2 separate regions of the Mus musculus genome follow, and region 2 is linked to region 1. The links are chromatin contacts, called in public Hi-C maps. All regions are on one chromosome and are shown on one strand. The core of a region is the stretch at or near the end of the contact, and the rest is flanking DNA. Distances in the headings are between cores, read along the strand shown.

The links. A called contact is a pair of places that touch in the nucleus more often than the background predicts.
Region 2: a Hi-C map of bone marrow-derived macrophages shows a contact between it and region 1, with 73 read pairs. The contact joins two enhancer-like sites. A contact is called at or near these places in 4 of 39 promoter capture datasets (HPC-7-derived erythroid cells, embryonic stem cells, hippocampal neurons and 1 more), 3 of 15 datasets of contacts at CTCF or cohesin (CD8 T cells, large pre-B cells and pro-B cells), 17 of 484 Hi-C or Micro-C datasets (B cells, the HL-1 cell line, LSK cells and 11 more), 4 of 115 datasets of contacts at active chromatin or transcription factors (cardiomyocytes, embryonic stem cells and microglia) and 1 of 9 other capture datasets (bone marrow-derived macrophages).

Annotation. Positions count from the first base shown.
Region 1 is chr3:87,244,988-87,249,234 of GRCm38.p6, forward strand. No RefSeq gene overlaps it. Among named protein-coding and RNA genes, the nearest start is that of Fcrls, 16 kb to the right of the region's middle. Within about 2 kb of position 2,519, at least 13 of the 459 cell types and tissues checked have an H3K27ac peak or open chromatin away from gene starts, as enhancers often do. A contact at or near this core is called in bone marrow-derived macrophages and microglia, where this site is marked.
Region 2 is chr3:87,298,022-87,302,268 of GRCm38.p6, forward strand. It overlaps Gm31879 (a long non-coding RNA gene), which reads left to right. Exons shown (of 3, transcript XR_375779.2): 3 at 2,783-2,886. Among named protein-coding and RNA genes, the nearest start is that of Gm31879, 9.8 kb to the left of the region's middle. Within about 2 kb of position 2,075, at least 4 of the 459 cell types and tissues checked have an H3K27ac peak or open chromatin away from gene starts, as enhancers often do. A contact at or near this core is called in bone marrow-derived macrophages and microglia, where this site is marked.

The DNA.
Region 1 (4,247 bases), core at 1,269-3,768:
AACTCAGAAATCCACCTGCCTCTGTCTCCCAAGTGCTGGGATTAAAGGTGTGTGCCACCACTGCTCGGTGATTGCTGAGAATTTAACTCAGGACTTCTGGAAGAGGAGCCAGTGCTCTTAATCGCTGGGCCATCTCTCCAATTCCTGTTTGGATATTTTTTGTCACATCAGTCTTTTGATTGTTTAGTTTGATTTCCATTTTGTGTGTGTGTTTCAGGTTATGTGTGTGCGCGCACACACATGTGTGTGTTTCTTATTTTTTTATTGTTTGAGAGAGACAGAGAGAGAATAAAGAGAGATCATAAAGTTGGGGAGTAGGTGGGTATAAGATCTGGGTATAAGATCTGGGAGAGAGGAAAACATGCTCAAAGTATATTATATGAAATTCTTTTCTCAATTTGAAAAAGAAAAGATGTGGTGTGAAGTACCTTGAATTAGAGTTGTAGGTCTGCCAATTCCTGTGTGCTCCTACATAATTTACTTAATCTCTCCAGGCTGTGTTGTTTCTAACTGAAAGAAGCCAAAAAAAAAAAAAAAAAAAAAGGCACTGACTTGGGGTTATTCTAAAAGCTAACTAAATAATTCAATGCAATTAAGGCATTCTGCGTACTGTCTCATTAGAAGATGGCAGTCATCGTGTTCTCATAAAGCTTCTACTGTTCTCAATGATGAAGAGAAGCACGGACTTTATGGAGCAATGCTGTTTTTATTCTCGTTCACTACTGTGAGTCTGAGGTGGTCACTCCGTCTCTCTGGTCCTTGATTTCTGGCATCTGCAGAGGATCAGCTTTCCGCTGATGTTATTGGTGGTGGTATTGTAGGCTAGTAGACATGGTGATGATAACACCCTTAGATCTGCCTGGTGACTCAGAAGCCCATTACAGGGGGTTCCACAGACTTCCAACTCCACCAGCAACCCTGTGGTTTTTCATGATGCCTTTTGGAGACATCTTTGTTTTTTATCCATGAAGAAGGAACCTTGGTCAAGGTAAACTCTTAAAATCCTTCCAAGTTTATTATTCAGGTTTCCTGCCGGAAGTCTGAATCCCTTTGTTACTTCACATGTCTGTCTAGGTGCAGATGTTATTTGACCAGCTTGTATCTTTGAGTTCACTTTTAATTGATCAGATGTGAATTGTCAAGTCCTGTAGTCAAAGAACTCCTGGCAGTCACTGCTGATAGATGAGGAGAGTGTCATGGTAGAGGACTCCTGGGCTGCCAAAGGGTGGCACTGACAATTCATTTCTAAATAACATGTGAACTATCAGTCATTTGCAAAACACTTTGATTGGTGATGGCAGCCCTGAACCACCTAGCAATGAGAAGCTTGAGTGGGTTACACATTCCTCCTCGTCCTCATTCTCGTCCTCCTTGTCCTCCTCCCCCTCCTCTCCTCCCCTCCTCCTCCTCCTCCTTCCCCTCCTGTCCTCCTCCTCCTCCTCCTCCTCCTCCTCCTCCTCCTCCTCCTCCTCCTCCTCCTCCTCCTCCTCCTCCTCCTCCTCCTCCTCCTCCTCCTCCTCCTCCTCCTTCTTCTTCTTCTTCTTCTTCTTCTTCTTCTTCTTCTTCTTCTCTTTTGGGTTTTTTTTTTGTTTGTTTCTTTGTATAGCCCTGACTGTCCTGGAACTCACTCTGTAGACCAGGCTGGCCTTGAACTCAGAAATCCGCCTGCCTCTCCCTCCCAAGTGCTGGGATTAAAGATGCGTGCCACCACTGCCTGGCTTTACATTTCTCTTCTTATAAAATGGAGGGAACATTATCTCCCTTTGGGGTTCTGAGCATTCAGTGTGATCATGCAGATGAGACTATGCAATTTAGAGTGGCAAATAATCAACTCAGTAAAAAAGCAAGTTCTAGTAACTCTCTTCTAATGGAGGACTGTGTCAGACTCACTTCTATCTTAGTATGCCATATGTCATGCACATTACACAATAGGGTTTTAATAATGACTCTGAGTATGTTTTTAATTGAAAATAATTTTTCATAACTATATTCTAATTATACTTTCCCTTCCCTTGTCTCCTCCCTGATCCCACTTGTGCCACATGATCCTTCTCTCTCTCTCTCTCTCTTTCTCTGACTCTCTCTCTCTCTCTCTCTCCCTCTCCTTCTCCCTCCCCCACTCCAACAGTGTGTTTAAAGCAAAGTCAATTTAGCACAGTCTCATTGGCACGGGAATATTCCTTGGCCTTTGGATGTCTAGTCAGCTGTAGTTTGTTTGCAGAATTATAAAAAAATGAGAGTCTGGCAAGGAATGCCATTCTCCCCACAACCCCAGTCTATTCAGGGGAGCCCAAGCATCTAAATACAGCAGCCACAGGTGATTACAGCCAACCCAAGACAAAAGGGCAGCCTTTATAAACAGATGCCTTTGCAATACAAAATCTGTTCAATGCTTTGCTGCTTATTTTTAGAACTTAGTGTTTTAAAAAAGGCAGCAGTAGGAGAAGCCTCTCTCGCTGAACTCCACTCTGTGATAATGCCAGTTCTCAGTCTGAGAACTCAAGAAGATTGAGAGGTGTGGATGACACATACGTACACTTGCATGCAAAGTGAAAATGCTTGCTATGTCTAGCTCTGAGTCAGCATGGACGCTTCTGCTCAAGTAGCTGGAGACTGTACCCTGTAAGCCTAGCACTCAGCAGCCCAGACCCACAGCCTGCACAGGGCTCAGATCCTGGGAACCTTAGGAACCAGAGACTATAGATGAGCTCTGATCTTCTGACACACGATGTCAGGGTCCCTACTGATGGAGACACTGTTTGAAGTGCAGCAGTATAAGAAGTCTTGGGGAAGCATGGTTTAAACGAAGAGTTCAGAATAGGAAGTAATAATGACTACATGCTGTCTTTATTGATTGATGGCAAATAAGAGAAATGACAGAACACAGTAGTCTGAGACAAAATATGGATAAAGAGAACTGGTTATTGGGAAAAGAGGTTTTTGTTTAAGATAGGTTTAGTTGAGGTACAATTGGCCTAGCAGAAGTGAAGTATTCTGAAGAGACAGTGTGTGTCTCTCAATCTCACTATGAGACTATAGAAACAACAAATCCCAAACAAGTGGGAATTTCCCCAGGAATCTCACTCTGGGAGAAGCTACGTGGAGCAGCTAGAGAGGAACATGCCTTCTGGAAAGAGATTCCACACTGTTCTAACACCTGTTAGACCACCTTACAGGGTGAGCCTGAAACCCAGGCAAGGCTGGGTCAGTGGTGTGTGGGACCACACCTTGACCAGGACTGCTTAGCCCTGCTATATTTGTTCCCTATTTATACTTTAAGCTCACCTCAGGACCATGAAGACTGATTTAGAGGATTCACAAGATCTCCTTTTCTTGCTTCCCACTGTAGCCAGGTTGACTAAATCTCCTTTTAAAATAGTTGGATCTATTTATTGGACTATGGAGGACAGGTGTGGAATGTGGACTGTGGACTGTGACTCCCAAGTTTGATGGCAAAAGTTGGTATGGATTGACTGTGCAGAAAATTCTAGTGGTGAAAACATCTTCTAAAAGTTTATTTTATTTTATTTTATTTTTATTTTTATTTTTTTTAGTGTCTGCTACATAAATACGGCGAAAAGCTTGAGAATTGACTGGGATGAAGATAGTTGTAGATTGGATTATAAAGATATTATTCAATCTTTTCTGAGCCTTGGAAGGGTTAATAATTCATGGAAAAGATACTGAAGTAATGTTTATAAAGGAAAATTTGTTTCTTTACATTCAATCCCGTTCAAGAAAATAAGATTGACATGTGCGATGGTTTGTATAAGCTTGTTGTAGGTAGTGGCACTATTAGGAGGTGTGGCCTTGTTGGAGTAGGCGTGTCACTGTGGGTGTGGGCTTTAAGACCCTTATCCTAGCTTCCTGGAAGCCAATATTTTGCTATCAGCTTTCAGATAAAGGTATAGAACTCTCTGCTCCTGCACCATGCCTGCCTGGATGCTGCCATGTTTCTGCCTTGATGATAATGGACTGAACCTCTGAACCTGTAAGCCAGCCCCAATTAAATGTTGTCCTTATAAGACTTGCCTTGGTCATGGTATCAGCTCACAGTAGTAAAACCCTAACGAAGACAACATGCTTATACCAAGAGAATACAAAGGGACCGTGAGATTGGAGGAAGATCTGAGGGAGGGTGAAAGTAGAGGGCGTAATGGAATGATGCGGTAAAAAACCAGACGGAGGAACTACAGGGGGGTTAGAAGAGAACCATCTAGAAGGAGACGGCATAGGGAAGGCCAGTG
Region 2 (4,247 bases), core at 825-3,324, 53 kb after region 1:
GGAAGCATGGCAGCATGCAAGGCAGACATGGTGCTAGAGACGGAGCTGAGAGTTCTACCATCTTGACCTGTAGGCAGGAAGGAGGAGACTGTATGACTGCTAAGCTAGGCCTAGAATATTCTCAGCCTCTAAGACTTACTGTTGAATAATCTCACCTCTTTCTAGTTCTTTCGGAACTCTGGCTGGCTGATTCAACTCAGCTGTTCTTGCTCAAACTCTTCTCTGGGCTAACTAATTCAGTCTGGCTTCCCCTGGCTTCTCCTGAATTGCTCTGCCTGGCCTCATACTAACTTTGGCAATCTGTTCTAATCTTCTGGCTCCTTCTCAGGCTCTGGCTTGTTCTGTGTTTGCCCATTTCTATCTGGTTCTCGCTCTGCAACTGTCTCTGTATAACTGTCCCATTAAAACTGTCCCTCTCTCTGCACTGCTCTCTCAAGTCACCCTCTTTCCTCTCTGCTCTCATGAGAGTAGGGCATATCCATAAAACAAATCTTTCTCTGATTCATCACTTTGTCTGCCGCTCAATTAGAAATCATTTTCAAACATGGCTGCTTCCTTCTACAAACTAATTTTACCTTTGTTGTTTGAGGTTAAAGGTGTATACCAAGGGCGTGTCTGTATTCCAGCCAGAGGGATTAGAAGTATATGCTAAGGTGGAGCCACACCAGGACTAGAAACAGGTTTTCCCAGGAAACAACACAATCTTGGGGGTCACAGTGTGATCAAATATTTTGCAAGACTCTAGGGGTTTATAGCTATTCAAACCACCACAGCTATTAAGAATTATAATTGATATATGCCACAAAGAAAAATTATAAAATGTGATGGACAGAGGTCAAGACATCTATATTTGGTTTTGATAAGTTATGATTCTTGTGAGTGGCAGAAATTCAAATTTAGGTTTAAAAAAGAAAATGCCAGAGGGAATATAATAGTACAATAGTCTGTGTTTTCTAAAACTCAGCCTGGAATAGGAGGTAAATTGTTGACAATTTGGGGGGAAAGCATAAGCCCAACAAAGGTAAGGGAGAAGGAAGTTAGGAAAGCGCACAGGTAGGAGGGACTGTGACATGGGGCACTGTCATGCTGTTCTTGAGCACATCAAGCCTGAGGGAAAACAAGGTCATAAAATAGATGACTTAAGAAGACTTCTCTTGGGAGGTTGTGTGGTGCTGTTCCTCAGGAGGAATGGAGAGTCTGTGATTCTCTGTGTCCTGAGTAGTGAGTGACGCTACCCAGAGGTTCTCAACTTGTAGGCTGTGACCTTGAACGACCCATTCGTGGGTCACTTAAGACCATCAGAAAACACAGATACCATGATTCATAACAGTAGCAAAGTTACAGTTGCTAGTTAAGAAGTAACAATGAAAATAATTTTGTGGTTGGGGTCACCACAACATGAAGATCTGTATTAAAGGGTCACAGCATCAGGGAGGTTGAGATCTACTGCCCTAGAAAGTTTAAAGTGCCCATAAGTGGAGTAAAGAACTTGATATGCAAACTGTGGTAGAGCTAGACTTCCCTTAAAGAGAGCTTCTCAACCATGCATGGATGGCACACACCTCTAATCCCAGCACTCGAGAGGCAGAGGCTTGCAGACAGATCTCTGAGTTCAAGACCAGCCTGGTTTATAGAGTGAGTTCCAGAACAGCAAGGGCCAAAGAGAAAAACCCTACCTTGAAAAGCAAAAAACAGAGATAGAAATAGATGATAGATAGGTAGATAGATAGATAGATAGATAGATAGATAGATAGATAGATAAATAGATAGATAGATGATAGATCATAGATAATAGATAGATGATACATGATAGATGGATGGTAGATAGATTATAGATAGATGACAGACAGACAGACAGGCAGGCAGGCACAGGCAGACAGACAGACAGACAGATGAATGGATGCTAGAGCATTTCAATTCCTGCTGCACTGTGACACACTGACCGGGATGACAATGATGATGGCAGAGGCTGCTGAAATCCATGTCACTTATTTCCCGCTATTGTGGCCTCCCCCGTGTCCTCAGATGTCTGCACTTGGCACTTGTTTGCTCTAAAAATATTGCTTGATATGAGGAAGTTCGAGGCCTGCGGGAGAAGACAGGCACTCCATGGTGCCTTTGCATGGGGACTAGGACTGGCTTCTGATTGCAGTGGCTACTGAGATACCTGTATGCCTGGCTTGCTTTTTATTCTGAAACAGGGAATCAATTCCCTGAGGCTGAAGAAGGCTGGCAGAGAAGTCATCTAAAGGTGTGAGGCCATAACTGCTCATCACAATGTATGAAGACAGGGAAGTTTGCAGAATGCAGTTCTTGGAGACATAGGGAAATTAATTTGCTTTTCTCTCCTGGCTTTTGTTTGTTTTGTTTTTAGATATCCTATTTACTCATGGCCCATTCAACTAATTGACACAAACGTCTCTGCATTCAGTGAGCTTCTGTAGATGACTGGGGCAAGGGCTTCCCATCAATGGTCAAAGGGAGAAACCTGAGCATCATCAACAGTATAAGTTTGTTAACTTAAACCTGCAGTATTGCCGCTGATGTATTGCTAAATTCTCCACTCCCTGATGAGAGAGGAGTTTTAAAGATTTATTGGAACAAATCTGTAAATGATTCTTGTGTGTGGATCCCCACCCAGATGTTTGTTTTGTGTCTTCCTCTATGCTGCTTTCTGACTTTTGCTGTGCATTGAGATCAATATTTATGCTTCATACAGCTCAGCTCACCATGCACTGCTGGAAACATCTCTGTATACTACAATATTTATTTTCTTCTCCAGGGGATCTTTCTGAAATCTAATCATTGGAGCTAAAGTGATGGCTTCGAGGTTAAAAGTGAGTACTGCTCTTGCAGAGGACCTGAGTTTGGTTGCCAGCACCCACATGAGTCAGGGGACTCATAACTACCTCTTACTCCAGTTCCAAGGGATCTGACACCTTTTCTGGACTTCATAGTCACCAAGCATGCACATACTACACAGAATTAAGTAAAGTGAAAACATTAATACACATTTAAAAAAGAAAAGGAAAAAAAAAGGACAGAACAGGGCATGGTGGCCCACACATTCAATCCCAGCACTCAAAACAGGAGGCAGATGAATCTCTTGTGAGTTCAAGGTCAGCCTGCTCTACATGGTGAGCTTCAGGCCAGCCAGGGAAACATAGTGAGACCCTGTCAAAAAACAAACAAACAAAACAAAACAAAAACCTCAAAACCAAACCAAACCAAAAAACAAAACAAAACAAAAAAAACCCCACAGAGTCCCAGCTGGTTGATTTTACTGTCCATGAATGCTAAGATCCTCACTTCATAATAAGAAGCCTCAGAGTGGTAAAAACCTGGCAACTCATTTCACAAACTTGGGTGTCAGCTCTGAGTGACTGCAAGGAACAGCTTTTAGTCAAGGCAAGCAAATTTGCCCAACACTTTTCCGAGGAAACAGCAAGGTGTGAGCTTCCCTGTCATCTAGGTGTGATCTTTCCCTTTGTTTCTTACCTGTGTCTCTTTTCAGCAGCAGCAACAACAAATCCAAGACTTCACATCTCTGCACTTGGCATCCTGTTTGGTTTAAGCCTTATTAAGTGCATGACCTTGCAGGCAAGCGTGGTTGTTTGTAATTGTCTACTCTGTGTGTGTGTGTGTGTGTGTGTGTGTGTGTGTGTGTGTGTGTGTGTGTGTGTGTGTGTGTCGGGGGGATAGTTAGACCAGCTGACACTAGAAAGGGTCCAGCATTTACCTGCATTTGTACCTAAGTTGCCTGGAAGCACGTTTGAAAATGAAGCATCAACTTTAAGTTCCTATAATGTAAAAAGACACCCCTCGGGGCTGGTGAGATGGCTCAGTGGGTAAGAGCACCCGACTGCTCTTCCGAAGGTCCGAAGTTCAAATCCCAGCAACCACATGGTGGCTCACAACCATCTGTAATGAGATCTGACTCCCTCTTCTGGAGTATCTGAGGATAGCTACAGTGTACTTACATGTAATAAATAAATAAATCTTAAAAAAAAAAAAAGACACCCCTCACTTCACTAGGGGTAAGAGATAATCTTAATCCTGGAACCATATGTGAGTGATCAGGGCTCAGGAACACAGATTTAGATTACCTCTGATTCTATGTCCCAACCTTGTAATAGTTTCATGGAGATGTCATAGTAACAGAACAAAGAAGTTACAAATCAAGACACTTTCAAATACATGCGTAGAAACGTCAGGTCGGTGGGTCCAGCAAAGCTAAGCCTTGGTTG